2 separate regions of the Triticum aestivum genome follow, and region 1 is linked to region 2. A link is a contact called in public Hi-C data. All regions are on one chromosome and are shown on one strand. Each heading gives the region's core, a stretch centred on a gene start, on an enhancer-like site or on the middle of the called end of the contact. The rest is flanking DNA. Distances are from core to core; before and after follow the strand shown. Region 1 holds the start of LOC123121638 (Golgi SNAP receptor complex member 1-1). Region 2 holds the start of LOC123121636 (U-box domain-containing protein 7).

Region 1 (5,703 bases), core at 2,366-4,865, 210 kb before region 2:
GACATGCCCAACAGTTAGGTGTAGCAGAAATGTGCATGTTGAGATGTGTATGTGGCCACACAAGAAAGGATCGGGTCTAGAATGAGGATATACATGATAAAGTTCAAGTGGCACCGATTGAAGAGAAGCTTGTCCAACATCGTTTGAGATGGTTTGGGCATATACAGCGCACGGTTAAAGTGTGCTGATAATGTCAAGAGAGGTCGGGGTAGACCAAACTTGACATGGGTGGAGTCCGTTAAGAGAGATCCGAAGGACTGGAATATCACCAAAGAACTAGCCATGGACAGGGGGGCGTGGAAGTTAGCTATCCACGTGCCATAACCATGAGTTGGTTTTGAGACCCTATGGGTTTCAACTCTAGCCTACCCGAACTTGTTTGGGACTAAAAGGCTTTCTTGTTGTTGTTGTTGTTGTTGTTGTTGCTGTTGGTCTTGTTCTTGTTGCAGTTTTTAATGAAAGATAGATTTCTAAACAAGCAATTTCACGAGCATGTAGGTTGAAATTCTAGAAATTTTGCTCAAACTGAAATAGACGCGCACATGCAATTATTAGCATGCACTATAATCAAGTTAAATGTAATATATGGGCCTTTGTGGAATTCCTGAACCTCATTGAGTCCAAAACATATTAATAACAAGCAAGAACAGTTAAATTGTGCAGCACATGCCATAGGAAAACCAAAAATAAAAGCGACATCGTTCCCTTATTTTATGTGGCAGGTGCTGTTCAGTAAGAAAATAAATATTTGTTAACAAATACTCCACCAGAAAGGTGAATTTTAATTCATTTGTTTGTCCTGACAGAATTAAATTATCTCCTAACAAGAAAGGTGAGTGAGGCTCCTTCAATTTGAAATGCTTGAGAATTCTTGTTGGTAATGCAATGCAACTTCATTCATGCATGTAAGCTGTTATCCTAGGTTTGTTTGTATGCCTTATATGATACTATCTGATAGAGCTAACAATAAATTGAGGCAAATTTCAGAAAGCAATACAGGTGCTCCTAAAAAGCAGGACAATCCTACCTGTCCGGAATTCCTGCTGATTGCAGCTTGTTCTCTAAGAAGAGCTTGTTCTGAGTCTCCAGACTCTTCCACGTCGAACTTTGCTCTGTCAAAGTCTCTCAAGTCAAGGAGGGAAGCATGCTGTTGCTTCACTCTGAGACTAGATCGAAGCCGATAGAATTCCTGTGTTGAATTGTTGGGTTAGCAACTTTTCAGAATTATGAGAGAAGTCTAGCCGTTCTATATGCGGTGTCCAAACTTCAAAGAGTGTTGCTCCACAGCAAACTTTATAATTCATGGTTATTATGACTGGGGAGAAATTAATAGAAACCTTGATTTAATATTGGAGCTAAACAAACTGTAATTGTGAAGAATGTGATTACTTAGTGTAAGAGGGATTTATTGGAACCTGCGTCAGGTCTTGCAAAATCTCCATATGACGGGTCAATGTATGAGATAGAACTTCCGAGCCTCCTGATGATACCCAGGTTTGCATTTGAGAATTAACTTGCTGAAGTTGCTTTAGTGATCTTTCTATATCAGTCTCGATATCATTCTCTGAACCATCCGATTTCATAGAAACCAATTTACGGTATGCAATCATTTGGTCGTCTAACTGAGCTTCCAACCTCCTCGCCTACAAGCAGAAATAGTACAGTAACAACTTTAGCCATACACACACATACGTCAAATACCATCTATCAGCCTACTCATAGCTTCATGAAACCATAAGGCCATCTTCAACGCAAGTCGCTTATGCAGGTGCTTAGGGAAATAAAAAAGATACCATAAAATTAAAAAAAAAAACCCAGCAGTTTATAGACGCTAACCCGTAGGCGCTAATAAAATCGTCCAGTGCAGCAGCGTTTTATCCGCGGCAAAAAAGGCCCAAGCTCCCGATTCAATTTCTTGGGTCGACGCCTCACCTGACGCCAGGAATCGATGACCTAACTGCTAATCGACAAGGATATCCATCCTGGCGCCTCTCTGTTAGCGCCCATGTTTGGCATGCTCTAATGCAGCAGTCGTATTCAGAAAGTGACATCGTTACAGAAAATAAGTTGGCATGGCACCTTCCTATAGCCTATCAAAGGATGGGTTCAGCCATAGACTCATACCGTACAGTCCGAACACACTAACCGTAAGCACCTAGCTCTCATGAACAAGACTAACACCGCATTACATTACTAGATACTCCATAAGCACGATTACACAACCGAACCAACAAAAGCATCAGATGCAGAAGGGACAGTTTGCTAGGATCAAAACTATAGTCCGTTGCACACTAGATTAGTGTCACATTGCTCCAAGCCCACCCATGTTAGTCAAAGAAATGGGCCGCCGAGGAGCACAGTTTTTAGAACATGGACACCATGAAACTAGTCTTGGTGTCACGAAAAATCTACAATTCCAGAAGATGAAGAAAAACGCATTTCGCTCCACAGACATGGACTGCGGATTCGACGGACGAGGCGCTCCAATTTTACATGGCACTAATAAAAACGGCTGGTGCAGCAGCGTTTTACCCCGCACAGCCAAAAAGGCCCAAGCGTACAATTCAATTTTTTGCGTCGGCGCCTCACCTGACGCCAGGAATCGATGACCTAATCACGTAACAGCCAATCGACCAGGATATCCATTCTGGCGTACCTCTGTTAGCACCCACGTTAGGCATGCTCTAATGCAGCAATTGCATTCAGTAGTGACATCATTACAGAAAAAAAGTAGGCACGATGCCTTCTTAGCCTAGCAAAGGGTAGGTTTTGCCATAGACTCGTACCATACAGTCGGACCACACTAACCGTAAGCACCTGGCTCTCATGAATAAGACGAACACCGCATTACACTACTACTAGATACTCCATAAGCACGATTACAACATCGAGCCAACAAAAGCATCAGATGCAGAAGGGACACTTTGGTAGGATCAAAACTCTAGTCAGTTGCGCACTGGTTCAGTGTCACATTGCTCCGAAGATCAAAGGTATAACTGCGGCACAGTTTTTAGAACATAGCCACTATGAAACTAGTCTTGGTGTCACGAAAACTCCACAATTTCAGAAGATGAAGGAAAACGCATTTCGCTCCACAGACACAGGCTACGGATTAGACGAGCGAGGCGCTCCAATTTTACGTGGGTCGCCTCTGATGAATTCAGCGGGCAGTGGGGGAGAATCGTCGGTGCGAGGACCACAGCGGCAGCGCAGCACACCCACCGCGCGGCGCAGGCGCCGGCCAGGGCCGGATCTCGGGCGAACGGACGCCGGCGAGCGAGCGAGAGAGAGAGCGCGACGCGGGGATCCAGGATGGGGGGGGGGGGGGGGGGGGGTATTCACCTGCTTGCGAAGGGCGTCCCAGGACGACGCCTCCATGGCTCCGAAGTCCTCGGCGGCGCCGTCCTAGTGATCCGCCGGGAGATCTCGGCGGGGGGCGCGGCTGGATCTCGCGCGGGCGCGGCGAGCGAATCAGTGGGAGAGGGTTGGAAGGGGTGGGTTGCCCGATGCGTTGGGGAGGGAGAGGGAGAAGCGTCAGGTCGGGGGCACCGTGGTGGTCAACTGGTCGGGTGAGGCTCGGTGGCACGGTGCAGCCACCAATCCGGGGGCCCCCTTAATCGAGAAAGCCACGGCAGCATAGTGCACAATTTTGCATTTTTGGTCTACCAAACTTCAAATTTATTTAGGGAAACGTTTGGGGCCGGGGCGCCGGCCGAACCACTCGGCCGGTCGCGTCCACGCGCGCTTCGTCTCAGCCATCCATCAAGCGACACGTAGGATCTCGCCCCATCCCATCCCCGTCTCCCAGCTCCGCGGATCTCGCCCCATCCTCGTCCCCTGCCCCCGCGCGGCCCCATCCCCGTCTCCCAGCTCCGCGGATCTCGCCCCATCCTCGTCCCCTGCCCCCGCGCGGCCGTCCTCATCGCCGGTGGTCACCCGCGCCGGCCGTCCCCATCGTCGTTCGCCGTCCTCGCTCGCCGGCCCCGGCGGAAGCTGGAACCGCGTCGTGGCCTGCTGCAACCGGTGCCCAGGAGAGCTGCCATCATGGATGGCGAGCATGGTGACGACGAGCTGCGAGGACGGCGGCGCTCGCGCTGCAGACATGGCGGAGGCATTGCAGAACCTGCCGCACGCCCTCATGCTACAACCGTTAACCAAAATGCTTCAAACCAAGATGAAAAAAGCTTCAACCAGATACACCAAAAGCTGCAAGCAGTCATTGCCATGGCGGAGTGCTACAACCGTCGACATAAAATGCTACAACCCTTGATGAAAAAGCTTCAACCCGAAACGATAGAGAAAGCATTAACCAAGGCTGCTACAAAGAAAAAAGCTGCAACCGTTGGTAAAAAAGCTTCGACCGTAGATGAAAAAAGCTACAACCATTGAAAAAGAAAGCTACAACCATACACTGCGAACCAGAAAAGTTGCATTCGTTGTAGACAAAGCTTCAATCGTATGTGTGAAATGCTTCAACCTACAGTCAAAGCTTTTCTGAAAACGATGGAAACTTTTATCTTTATCTTTTTTTATGTTTTGCTACAACCACGTCATTTTTTTGCTGCAATCAGCAACCATAGAAGCTACATACGGTTAACATTTTTGCTACAATGATGACGGCGGGCTGCAGCGGTAAGCTTTTTTGCTGGAAGCGATAAACTTTTTTGCTACAACCGGTGTCGTTTTTTGTTGGAACCAGCAAGAGCCTCGGGTGGGCACACGGCGAGGTACAACGCGAGCACAACAACAGGTGCTGCGGCTGGCGGCCGGCGCCACCGGAGATGCGGCGAGGGCGGGGACCGGCGACGAGGACTGGCGGCGAGGGCGGGGTCCGGCGGCGACGAGGAAGACCGGCGAGGGCGGGGACCGGCGACGACGACGGGCGGCGAGGGCGGGGACCGGCGACGACGACGGGCGGCGAGGGCGGGGTCCGGCGGCGACGAGGAAGACCGGCGAGGGTGAGGACCGGCGACCACCGGAGGGGACAGGAGGCGCGGCGCCGCGCTCCCCGAACGGGACATGCGGATCCCTCCCGAGGAAGAAGAGAGCTGGGGGGCGATTTCAATTTTCTTTTTGCTCGGATCCAACGGCCCGGGCTGGACCGGCCGAAACTTTCGGCCGGCGCGCCGGCGCCTATAAGTGCCCATTTTTTATGAGAAAAGAAACAACTTCTTTTTGCAAGGAGCTACCAAACTACCGGGCCCCACTTGATCGCGGAATTCTAAAAACGCGGGAATAGGAAAATATAGGAATGAAATGTCATGTTCACCTGTGTAGATTTCCTTCCCGTAATTATTTCAGGAAAGGTAGCGAAGCGCGTCCCCGCCGGCGGCCACTCCGGCCCCGGCGTCCACCTTCCCCTCCCTCGCCGGTGGCCATCGAGGCCTCGGCGCCCACCCTCCCTCGCCGGCGCCCACCCGGGCCCCGGCGCCTTCCTTTCGCCTGCATCGTCTCCGTGCGGGAATCGCCATGGCCTCCGGCTCCGCTAGCCCGGCCTCGGTCTCATCCAGACTCCAGCCCATCGTCTCCAGCCTGGGGTTGTCTGCATCGTCCGGATCGGGGGAGCTCTCGACTGGGGCTGGAGGCGCGCCGGCTGGGGCCAACCCTGGGCCTGCCGCGGGCTCCGCCGTGCCGTGGCGCAAACCTGGGTCGTCGCGCAAGGCGCTGTGGCGCAAAAGAAAGGCTTTTCGTAAGCAGCAGGCG
Region 2 (5,899 bases), core at 1,444-3,943:
TATGAAACCAACAGTCTTTCTAAGTATTGCAGAAACAGTGGTATGTTTGGAAATCAAAAGTATATAACGTTGCAATAGGCCACCAGTAGACAAAGCCTTTGTTGTGTTTCTCAGTTTTAAAAAAAGAGGTCCCATCCTTTTTTTATACTGCAATAATACTATAGTTTTGTGGATATTGTAGTTTATAATACTAAATTTTTTATTACACCCAAACACCTCAAAGTATTTAAAACCATATTAAAAAAAATTGTAGTATTCTTGAAATACTTTGCAACCAAACACTACATTAGCAATCAATACTTAACCCTTATAACCCGCTTACATCACCTTATTGTACTTGCTCTAAAGGGTCCAACTAACAAAAATCTCTTCAATCAAGTTAGATGGGTCAAGTAGATTTTGTAGTTTGCAAAGTACACGCCCAATTAGAGCGCTTGTTTTTCTAAAAACACACACACTTGTTGATGCATTAATCTATACTAACCGCAGCGCATGCATGTGCACCACATTCTCAAAAAATAAGCATGGATAGTCACATGCACTGGTTGTTGGATTTCATGATTAATTCTATAATTTAAATTATGATTAAAGCAACAATTAGCATGTATATGTCAAACATAGTAGATGCAATAAACAACATGATCAACAACATTACACATGTAACAACAATCATAATTAGAGATTGGATCATATTACGATGCACAAGCTGATCGTTTGTACATGAAGTAATAGTGGCGGCTGCAGAGGCGATGTTGTTGATGACGATTTAGCGAAGACCGGTCAAAGCAGACAGCAGCAGAGACGACGGTGCGCGACACCGCCCGACTTGGAAGGAAGACGACCCATGGTGACGAACGTAACGAGTCGCACTTAGTGCTTTCCAAAAACCTAATTCATTGTCTCCCGATGCAGGATCACAAGAGCGAAAGATTCCCGACACACGCTCTCCCACTCGGCGATGCACACCGATATTTGGGATGGAGAAGACTACAACGGCGACGCAAATAGCAAGGCGAGGTAAAAAAACTCGATTTTGATGTATATTTGGTCGTGTCCGGTAAATCATATGTGTAGGAGAAACCACTCGGTCTCATGTCGTGTTTTACAATCCAAACCTACTAGGTTTCCTACTTGAAAACTTATTGGTCATGTTTTAACTCCAAATTTTATTTGTCAATAAACCAACAATAAAACATCAAAAAGAAAGTTGTGCTCCTGCAAGGCCACGAACCGTTCACACGCATGCGCACGTCCGCGCCCTTTGCCCCAGGCCTGTGCTCAGCGAAACGAGGCGAGGCGGGCTCGGGCGTGTGGGGTTCTCTTTCTCTGCTCGTACCAATCACTTAGTGGAGTCGGAAGGCTCCACCATATGAGTTCGTCTCACACCACCTCCCCCAGCACCATGGGACTAAATATCGGACCTCGACATCTTTCATTTATACATGGGCCTTTGAGATTTACTTAGAAATTTTTTATATGCACATGGGCCAAGCCCATTAATTCTAACATTATTGTCATTTTATTTAATCATTGCACACAACAATTTAATGCATATTTGAATCAGAATACCCCCACCAATCCATAATAAGTGTTATCACTAGGATGCCGAGTTTCTAAACTCGAGCTCAAATGCTCCTGCATGAACCGTAAATTTTAAAAAATAGAAATAAAATAAAAAATTCTGAAAATTTTATGTGGCAAGCTTTAAAGAATGTTTTAAGTGCACGTAAAATTTCATCACAAAATCACATCCGTGCAAGGCATGGTAAAAAAACAATATCGACGCTATGAAAATGTTAATTTCAAACGCATTTCGAGCACTGTTTTTTGTTTTTGCCACGACTATCTCTAATGTGATTTCGTGATGAAAAATTGCATGCACTTCAAACATTTCTTAAAGTTTGCCGAAATACCATTTTTTTGAAACAAATTTGATTTTATTGTTCACAACAGGAGCATTTGAGCTCGAGATTAGAAGCATACTTTCGTTATCACCACACTTATTATGGATCAGAGGGAATATTTAGTAAACAAAGTGGAAATTAAGTTAATTGTGGTAGACGCTGCACCGCTGCACATGGTATATACTCACCAGCAAATGCGTCTGATAGATGTATAAATCATGCGTGATAGACGTAGTATTGATCATACTACGTGCTAGAATTGCAATGCTCATACATATTCCTCTCTCCGTCTGGAAATACTTGTCGCAGAAATGTATAAAAATGGATGTATCTAAAACTAAAATATGTCTAGATACATCCATTCCTCGGACAAGTATTTTGGGACCGAGAGAGTAATACCCATCAGCAAATGCGCCTGATACGGTCGTATCATCAGGGCGTATGATACCGACAAGAGCCAATCAGCGGGAGTAGACTGGTAGTAGGAGTATCTTGGACTCCTCTGTCGGCGGAGCTACAAAATCTTGTGCTGCGTCAATGCAGACATGGGTGCGCGGCGGCGTGTCAAGCAAGTGGCACTGCATGCACACAGTAACTACGCCTCATCACTCTTTCCGCAACTACTCCTAGACTGTAAATGAGCCACGATAGATCCCAGATTTGTACTGCTGCCGAACTTTCGGAGTAACAGAGATAAACTAATTGCTCCACCATCCTGCACACCAAGCCTGATCAAATACTTTTAAGTTTAACTCGCTCGCAGATCGATTCGTCTGCAAATGACCTGGTGCCGCATTTTTTAACACATTTTTTAGTCACCTCCTCGATGGCCCCCCACTGCAAAATCCAACTGTAAATCCCGCATTGATGGCGTCCAGTTTTTAATTGCTCCCTCCATTTTTTATCCTGGCTGCGTGGGCCCGCCCTGTCAGTCCTCGGTGACCACCTTGCCTTTCACACGGACGGAGTATAAACCCTCTCTGTTACTACGCCGCGCCGCGCCACGGCTTCCGCTGCACGCCATTACCGAAGCGCCCCCTCCTTCGCCAAGTGTCCCCCTCCCTCCTCCGGCCAATGTGACTTGCTGTCGAAGCCGCGGTAGGGGAAGGAGCGATGGTGGTCAGGTGCGTGCACGCCGATGCGGGTGGCTTCCGGCTCTGGCCGGTCTTCTCGGCCGCCACCATGCGGAGGAAGCTTCTTGAGGTGCTGACGTGCGGCGGCGGCGGCGGTTCTTGTCGCGGCCGGACGTCCTTCCGGTCGCCCCAGCCGCGCGCGCAGTCGCAGCCGAGGCCGCGGTCCGACCGCCTCGCGGAGCTGCTCAGGGCGGAGCCGTCCGAGTGCGGCGACGACGAGGGCGAGGCTGACGCGGCCGCCAGGAAGTCGGCGGCGCTGGAGGAGCTCAAGGTCGTGGTCGCCGCCCTTCAGGATGGAGAGGGAGACGTTGCCGGCGGCGTCTCGTGGCGTGTCGAGGCGGCCACGGTCGTGCGGAGGAAGGCCAAGGACGACGCCATGGCCAGGGAGATGCTCGCGATGCTCGGCGCCATCCCGCCGCTCGTCGCCATGCTCGACCAGGGTGGAGGCGGCGAGGAGCTCCTGGCCGCCGCGCTGTACGCGCTCCTCAACATGGGGATCGGCAATGACACGTGAGTTTTCTGTTCCGCCACGCGCTCCTCTGTTTCTTGTTGATCAGATCTGGGGTGCTCGGCTTCTGATTCTGCAGGAGGTGTTTGGTTTGATTCGCAGGAACAAGGCCGCGATCGTCCAGGCCGGCGCCGTGCACAAGATGCTCCGCATTGCCGAGGGCGCGTCCGGCGCTCTGACGGGGGCGCTCGTCGCCAACTTCCTCTGCCTCAGCGCGCTGGACGCGAACAAGCCCATCATCGGCGCCTCCGGGGCCGCGCCCTTCCTCGTGCGCGCGTTCGAGGCCGCGGCCACGGAGCAGGTCCGGCACGACGCCCTGCGCGCGCTGCTCAACCTCTCCATCGCGCCGGCGAACGCGCCGCACCTGCTGTCCGCGGGGCTCGCGCCGTCGCTGATCGCCGCCATCGGGGACATGTCGGCGTCGGACCGCGCCCTCGCCGCGCTCTGCAACGTCGTGGCCGCCTGCCCCGAGGGCCGGCGCGCGGTGAGCCGCGCCCCGGACGCGGTGCCGGTGCTCGTGGACGTGCTCAACTGGTCCGACGACGCCGGGTGCCAGGAGAAGGCCGCGTACGTGCTGATGGTGCTGGCGCACCGGAGCTACGGCGACCGCACGGCCATGGCGGAGGCCGGCGCCACGTCGGCGCTGCTGGAGCTGACGCTGGTGGGCACGGCGCTGGCGCAGAAGCGCGCGTCGAGGATCCTGGAGATCCTGCGCGCCGACAAGGGCAAGCAGGTGGCGGACGCGTCCGGCGTCGTGGCCACGGTGTCGGCGCCGCAGGAGCGCGGCGGCGGCGGAGGGCGGTGCCAGGAGGAGGAGGAGGCGGAGGCAGAGGGGGAGGCCTGCTGCATGAGCAACGAGAAGCGCGCCGTGCGGCAGCTGGTGCAGCAGAGCCTGCAGAGCAACATGCGGCGGATCGTGCGGCGGGCGCGGCTCCCGCAGGACCTGGCGCCGCCGGACGGCCTCAAGGCGCTCACCTCCTCCTCCACCTCCAAAAGCCTGCCGTTCTAAGCCCCACCGCAGGTAAAAAAAAAAAACAAGTTCATCCACATTCCTTGCTTCAGTGCCACACAATGGCAGTAACAAATACAGTTCGTCGCACTAGTTGTTTTTGTCAGTTGATCACCCCACTGTCATGTCAATGTTCTACTGTAGCATTTTGTCTGCCACCACCAGATCAGTCGACCAACAACGGCTAACTAAACAAGGAATCTAATCACGGGGATTTCCATCCTTGCTTCTAATCACGCTGTCACAGATGACAGGACCCACCAAAACAAAATGTAGTTTCTGCATTAATCTGATAGTGGTCGTACAAGTTAAGAGCTTCTAGTAGTAGTGTTAGTCCACACAACACAGCACACAAGTGCAAAGCTCGATCGGTTTTAATAAAGAAATCGAGTGTCATCCATTTCCCAGTTGGGAGTTTTAAGAAAACCAGGGTGGAAGTGGAACTGGAAGCAGGGTCAATCCTATCCGAGCCTTCTCCACTTTGGTCGGCGTCGTGCTTCGCCTCGAGGGACGCCATGGCCATCGTTGCTCTCCGGCAAAGTAAGCGCGCGCGCGCCCCAACAGTGTTGGGGCCAAGCGCGGCCATCGTGCCCTGGTCCAAAAGTCCTCCCGGCCGGTCAGGACATCATAACGCTCGCGTTTGGACTACCGCTGGTACTGGAGTACTATACTGGTACTCGTACAACACTACACTAGCAGTAGGAGTGTTATGGAAGGAATAGTAGATACATCTTCTGCCCATCTACTGTGCTTGGATTACATTTTTAGCAGATTAAAATAAACCGATCTCTGACCCTGTTCTTGTATCAGGAGGAGAGGCGACTTTGTTGCATGACAGTGGGCAATGGTGGTGCAAGCGTTGGAGGCCGGGAATCTCATCTCTTGGTGCCTGTGGACGGAGTGATGGGCGATGCTTGTTTATGCTCTGCCATGACGGAGCTCACGTGCTCGGATGCATCGGCAGACGGGCGCCGAGATGTTCTTCTTTCTCCTCCTAATCGCTTTTGCTTTTGGTGTTTTAACCGCGCTTCTTCCCAGCTTTTGTATATGTGATAGTTCTAGTTAATTTACTATTAGTCGTATACTACACCTAGTGCCTGGTAGTAGTGGTCAGCGTCAGCCATGGCTTGCTCTTTAATCTTTACCTGTGTGTGCACATGACATGATCTTTTCTTGGAGTGGGAGAGGGGAGGTGTTTTAGAGGTGGTGGTAGAAAAGAGAGGATGCAGTGGAGGGTGATTGATACAGTGCTACTATCTTAATGTTGGACCATTCATCATTCGGTCTTTGCCAGGCTGAAAAACTCCCACGGTCCATGTGTTTCAGCTTTTGCTCCATGTTCATT

What was found. Hi-C and Micro-C count contacts between places; a contact is called where the count stands out from the background.
Region 1: a Hi-C map of leaf shows a contact between it and region 2, with 2.4 times the contacts expected there. The contact joins the promoter of LOC123121638 here to the promoter of LOC123121636 in region 2. A contact is called at or near these places in 3 of 5 Hi-C or Micro-C datasets (leaf and an unstated tissue) and 1 of 1 datasets of contacts at active chromatin or transcription factors (leaf).

What each region holds. Positions count from the first base shown.
Region 1 is chr5D:343,930,311-343,936,013 of IWGSC CS RefSeq v2.1, reverse strand. LOC123121638 (Golgi SNAP receptor complex member 1-1) reads right to left here and starts at 3,615. Exons shown (of 5, transcript XM_044541653.1): 1 at 3,343-3,615; 2 at 1,416-1,643; 3 at 1,028-1,189. The coding sequence starts at 3,378.
Region 2 is chr5D:343,717,092-343,722,990 of IWGSC CS RefSeq v2.1, reverse strand. It overlaps LOC123121636 (U-box domain-containing protein 7), which reads left to right and starts at 2,693. Exons shown (of 3, transcript XM_044541651.1): 1 at 2,693-3,547; 2 at 3,648-4,566; 3 at 5,365-5,715. The coding sequence starts at 3,018. The coding sequence ends at 4,554.